2 separate regions of the Mus musculus genome follow, and region 2 is linked to region 1. A link is a contact called in public HiChIP or PLAC-seq data. All regions are on one chromosome and are shown on one strand. Each heading gives the region's core, a stretch centred on a gene start, on an enhancer-like site or on the middle of the called end of the contact. The rest is flanking DNA. Distances are from core to core; before and after follow the strand shown. Region 1 holds the start of Krt14 (keratin 14). Region 2 overlaps Gm14206 (a long non-coding RNA gene).

Evidence for each region. HiChIP or PLAC-seq counts read pairs in DNA pulled down with a chosen protein or histone mark.
Region 2: a contact with region 1 is called in an H3K4me3 HiChIP or PLAC-seq map of embryonic stem cells, with 96 read pairs. The contact joins the enhancer-like site here to the promoter of Krt14 in region 1. A contact is called at or near these places in 20 of 39 promoter capture datasets (3T3-L1-derived adipocytes, the C10 cell line, the HPC-7 cell line and 9 more), 8 of 15 datasets of contacts at CTCF or cohesin (CD8 T cells, the NIH/3T3 cell line, embryonic stem cells and 2 more), 100 of 484 Hi-C or Micro-C datasets (3T3-L1-derived adipocytes, 8-cell embryo, the AtT-20 cell line and 43 more), 22 of 115 datasets of contacts at active chromatin or transcription factors (acute myeloid leukemia, craniofacial prominence, embryonic stem cells and 5 more) and 4 of 9 other capture datasets (adipose tissue, embryonic stem cells, liver and 1 more).

The regions. Positions count from the first base shown.
Region 1 is chr11:100,206,185-100,208,848 of GRCm38.p6, reverse strand. It overlaps Krt14 (keratin 14), which reads left to right and starts at 1,339. Exons shown (of 8, transcript NM_016958.2): 1 at 1,339-1,936. The coding sequence starts at 1,394.
Region 2 is chr11:100,295,187-100,297,850 of GRCm38.p6, reverse strand. The region is part of intron 1 of Gm14206 (a long non-coding RNA gene); the gene reads left to right. Among named protein-coding and RNA genes, the nearest start is that of Gm14206, 4.4 kb to the left of the region's middle. Within about 2 kb of position 1,335, at least 20 of the 459 cell types and tissues checked have an H3K27ac peak or open chromatin away from gene starts, as enhancers often do. A contact at or near this core is called in CD8 T cells and pancreatic cancer cells, where this site is marked.

The DNA of each region.
Region 1 (2,664 bases), core at 90-2,589:
CTATCTAAGGTGCTATGTCCTTTCTGGGAGCAGTTGATACCAAGAACAGTGCAGGAGCCTCAGCGGGGGCTGTTGGGGCCTGTCTGGGAAGATAGGACGTGCCAGGCAGTCCCAGACACGACCACATTCCTCCCGACATGCCTGCAGGGGTCTATGGAGCTGAGGGGCAGGAAGTGGGTGTTCTGGGGATAGTTGAAGCTTGATATACAAACCTCTGAAGCAGAATTAGCTGGGTTCTTGGAGCTGTCCCCTGATCCTCAGGGACTCAGGAGTCAGAAACCCTCTCGTCCACTTTGGCTATTATGCCCTTGGCTCAGTCCTGCCTTCCTCCCAGGTGCCTGCGTTCCTCCTCCCCATACGTGTCTTGGGTGAGCTCCATGGGAGATGAAGTGAGGATGTCTGAGTCAGCCCTCTGCCTCTCAGCTCAGCTATCTTGGCATCCGAGAGGACATCTGGGGCTGGAAACAAACAAACAAACAAACAAATGAACAGACAAACAAATCTCTCTAGGCTTGTTCCAGGCATGTGCCCTTACCTGCTTTGAGGTCAAAATAAGTTTCAACCCTCTGGCCAGACTCTGTGCCACCCAAAGTTAACCCTCAGAGCTTTCTGCAGTAGAAACAATGGGTGGATGCTCTTTCCTCCCACTTTTCAGAAGAGCAAATGAGGGCTCTGAGAAGAGCCTGACTCTGTGCTGTTTCTCAGTGTCTCTGGTTGTGTCTCTGAGTCCTTTGGTGACCTAATAGCTATTGTCACAGATCTGCGTGTAGGTGTGTGGTGGATATTAGGGTCTGTACCCAGGGCTCAGGGGAAGCTGCCTTGAGTCTGAGCCACCTGGCTGGCTGAGGATGTGACAGATAGCTAGTCCTTAGCAGGTAGCGCTGAGGGTGGCCACGCCAATGTACCTCCAGCTAAGTGCCAGTCTCCTGCTCTGGTGGTCTTTTTCTACGTGTAATAAAGGACTCTCCCACCCATTTAATGGGAACTAACAGGTCAGCAGGTTTATGGTGTGGTAAGGCCCTACTTGTCATTCTAGCTGAGCCCAGAGTGTGGGTTCCTAAGGGCTGTGGCTCCCAGGGCCTCATGGGAAAGTGTAGCCCGCAGGCCCACCCCTCCCCTGGTGAATCATGCCTGGCGGGACGAGAAAGCCCAAAACACTTCAAACAATGAGTTTCCAGTAAAATATGACAGACATGATGAGGCGGAGGAGAGGAGGGATCTGATCGGGAGTTGGCGCTGGCCTGGGAGTGATGAAAGCCAAGGGGAATGGAATACGCCAGGCCCGCCCCCTCCTCACCACTATAAAGCACTATCATCCTTTTCTAACACACCTGAGCAGCTCTCTCTTCTCTCTGCCGACTCACTCGCTCACTTGCTCACCTCTCTCAAAGCCATGGCCACCTGCAGCCGCCAGTTCACCTCCTCCAGCTCCATGAAGGGCTCTTGTGGTATCGGTGGTGGCTCTAGCCGCATGTCCTCCATCCTGGCTGGAGGATCCTGCCGGGCTCCCAGCACCTACGGGGGCATGTCGGTTACCTCCTCTCGCTTCTCCTCTGGGGGAGCCTGTGGGATTGGAGGTGGCTATGGTGGGAGCTTCAGCAGCAGCAGTTTTGGTGGAGGACTTGGTAGTGGATTTGGTGGTCGATTTGATGGATTTGGTGGTGGTTTTGGTGGTGGTCTTGGTGGTGGTTTTGGTGGTGGTCTTGGTGGTGGTCTTGGCGGTGGTATTGGTGATGGGCTCCTGGTGGGCAGTGAGAAAGTGACCATGCAGAACCTCAATGACCGCCTGGCCACCTACCTGGACAAGGTGCGTGCCCTGGAAGAGGCCAACACTGAACTGGAGGTGAAGATTCGGGACTGGTACCAGAGGCAGCGGCCCACTGAGATCAAAGACTACAGCCCCTACTTCAAGACCATCGAGGACCTGAAGAGCAAGGTGGGTCAAATGGACAGCAGGACTTGCCATTCCAGTGTCCTCCAAGGCTTCAGATCATCACTAGACTCCTAGAAAGACAGTCTCTAGTCCCCAGTATCTCTCTCTGAGACCCTCCCTGGCCATCCCCCATAGAGCTGGTCAGTGAGAAGACGGTGCTGCTCCCTGGCTTTCTTTACTCCATGCTTTTATGTGCTCCAGTCCTTAGCCCACGTGAGACTGATGGTTCCTGCCCTTAGCATTTGGCAGAGGAGGAAGTTGAAGGTTGAGAGGTGCTGTGTCTTGCTAAAGATCAAGAGAGGGGGCGGTGCAGGACTGAGGTTAGAGCACAGGTGGCTCACCCTCTGCTACAGGGGGCACTTACCTCTTTAGTAGAAGGGAGGAGTGAGCCTGTAACGGGACCCACCGAGCTAGACACCCAAACCGCTCATTAGCTTGTTAGTCTGGGCTGAGGCTGCCTCCGCCCATGAACCTTGGCACCAGATAGCCTCTCCCTATAGTCAGGCAGACGTAGAAAAATCCACACCCACAACTATCAAGACCCGTATATTTTTTTACTACAAACCAGAGGGAGCCTGGCGGAGCTGTGTTTCCAGAGCTCCTCTTCTTCCTCCTGTTAAACCTGCTTGGCTCTTGTGCCTCGCATAAGTTACGGAAATTAGACGGGTCCCTGGCCGGAATTCCAGCCAGCTTCAGAGATCCTTCTGTCATTTTTTTTCTTCTTCTTCTCC
Region 2 (2,664 bases), core at 86-2,585, 89 kb before region 1:
TTTGCAACTGATGGTCAGAGTTCTGGGTGGCGATTGTGGGTTTACCTGTAATCATTCATTCATTTAGTGTTTAAGCACCTGTCAGTTGTCAGGCATTGCATTGGGAACAAAGCTGTTAACAGGCGCACGTCCCTTTTCATGGTTGTAGATCCAGGTGACAGGATCTGAGGGAGTTCAAGGGAAGGGGCAAGGCAACCAGGAAGGCATGGGGAGCCTGGGGTGGTGGGGCTGTATGGGAACTGAAGTGAACAAGAGATTCATAGGACTCTTCTCCTCAGACACTGTCCTGGGGCGTGTGGAGACTGCTCAGAATCTAGGACTAGCCTACCGCAGACTCTGTGTGTGTGTGTGTGTGTGTGTGTGTGTGTGTGTGTGTGTGTGTAAAGGTGTGGGTACATAGCTCCAAGTGTCAGAAGGCATCATGCCCCCTCTGTGTAGGTCATTGGGCTGTGTGGGGAAGGAGGAACACTCCGTCCCTCCCAGCAGAGACTAGATAGAAGTGCAGCGGAAAGTGAAGTAATATGTTAGAGTTCAGGTGAGTGGAGGGAAGAGACTAAAGCAAGAGAGAGAGGGGGGGGGGCACAGAAGGATGGCAAAGGATGCTCTGAGCCTCAGTTGAGTCAGGGGAAGTGTGGGGCAGTGGGGAGGGGGAAATGAGGGCCATTTCTTTCCATTATGAAGAGCAAAGCTCTCTGCTCTGGTCAGGGAAGGGGAGTGGGCGGGGGTGGGGTGTGTCATCTTATACGTCCTTCGCAGGTCAGAGAGCAGGATTTGAGGGCACTGGATCAGTGGAAACCATCTCAGGCCACTTATCAGATGGGGAAACTGTGCCAGACTGAATTCTCAGTTCTTGCTGGCACATATTGATTGATTGAATGTATATTATGAATACACTGTAGCTGTCTTCAGACACACCAGAAGAGGGCATCTGATCTCATTACAGATGGTTGTGAATCACCATGTGGTTGCCGGGATTTGAACTCAGGACCTCTGGAAGAGCAGTCGGTGCTCTTAACCCCTGAGCCATCTCTCCAGTCCTTGCTGGCACATTTTAAAATGCCGGCACAGACTCCTAGGAGCTGCTCAGGAAAATGCCCATCAGTACCGACCTCTCCTAGTACCTGCTAATGCTGAGTACTTCTGGCCCAGTCTCTCTCCCGTGAGCAGCACTGAGATCCATAGACCTCTTGCTTGACTGTGTGTTTCCATGTGTGCGGAGGTCAGAGGTCAGCCCCATCTGTTTTTCCTCAGGTGCTGCCCACCTTATTTTCTGAGGTAAGGTTACTCATTAGCCCGTGACTCATGGAGTAGGCTGGCTGGCGATCAATCTGAGGAGTCTACCTGTCTTGGCTTCCTCAGTGTTGGGATTTCAGGTGATTGCCCCACACCTGACTTTCTACATCTCCTCTACAGGGGAGAAAATGGAGGTTGAGAGATGTTAAGTGGCAAACCCAAGGCCTCATGGCTAGCAAGATTCACACCCAGAGTCTGGCTCCTAAGTGCTCTCCCAGCTGCTTGGAAGGCCACATCTGCTATAGATCGGTTGGCTAGGCAGGGTTGGGGCTGCCCTAGGGGCAGGGGTAGAGTTCTGCCTGTGTGCACCTCGAGTGCTAGAGGAGCCTGTGGTCTGGGAGGCTGCTGTCAGAGCTGCAGTCGCCGAGTGGGTGACCCTGAAGTATCCACACCTCCTGCTTCTTCCTAGAACAGTAGCTCCCCGTTACCATGGAGCTGGGACAGAACCCTTCCACCTGGTGCATTTCCCAGCTCTGGGACCTCAGTTTACCTCAGCCCCCTCTATCTCTACCTAAGCTCCTAAGCTACTCCTTCTCTGTGCCACCCTGTGTCCCTGCCACTTGGTCCCCTTGGCTTCTGTAGGCACCATTTCCCCTGTGTCTTTGCCTGGCTGATATACTCAATGGCCTGGAAACCTCTCGTGACCAGCAAGGTGAGTGGCCACGGTGCTGCCTGATGATGCTCTCCATCCACCTAAATATGCCTTATTTCCCCTTGGAGTCCTGTCTGGGTATTTCCCTCCACCAGGCAGGTACTGGGGGTGGGGAACACACTGCCCTTTTCTAGGGTTTCTCCTACATCTAGTAGAGCATCTTGCGTGGCGCTCAAGTGGTGTAGGGTGGATGATCGTAGCTGCCACCTTGACACACCTGGGAATAAAGAGCCTCAATTGAGGAGTTGCCTCCATCAGGGTGGCCTGTCTGTGCACACTTCTGTGGACCCTTAAAGGGATGTTTCACCAAGGACTGAGTTCCTAGATGCGCTTTCTGAAGTGACCACCAGGTGACAGCAGAGGCCGAGTCGGCGATCAGACTAGATGCTCCGTCTGCCGGCAGGGGGCACTACTGCCTTTCAGATGCAGAGAACCTAGGTGACCTGCTGTGGGAGCAAGGGAGGCTCAGGCCGAGGGAAGGTTGAATTTCTTTCGCCAGGCAGCCAGGTTAGAAGCCTGGGTGACCCCTGCTCGCCTCATTTGTGCAGAGGGTGGTGAGTCCTGCTTTATAGGTCCCACAGGCCGACTGTGAAGGGTGCTCTGCCTCCCAGGCGTGAAAGACGTCGCGGCGATGAACTGTGAGGCTGTGGCCCAATAAGGCTTTGGTAATGGGCACCTACATTTGAATTCCATACAACTTTCCCAAGTCATAAAAATAA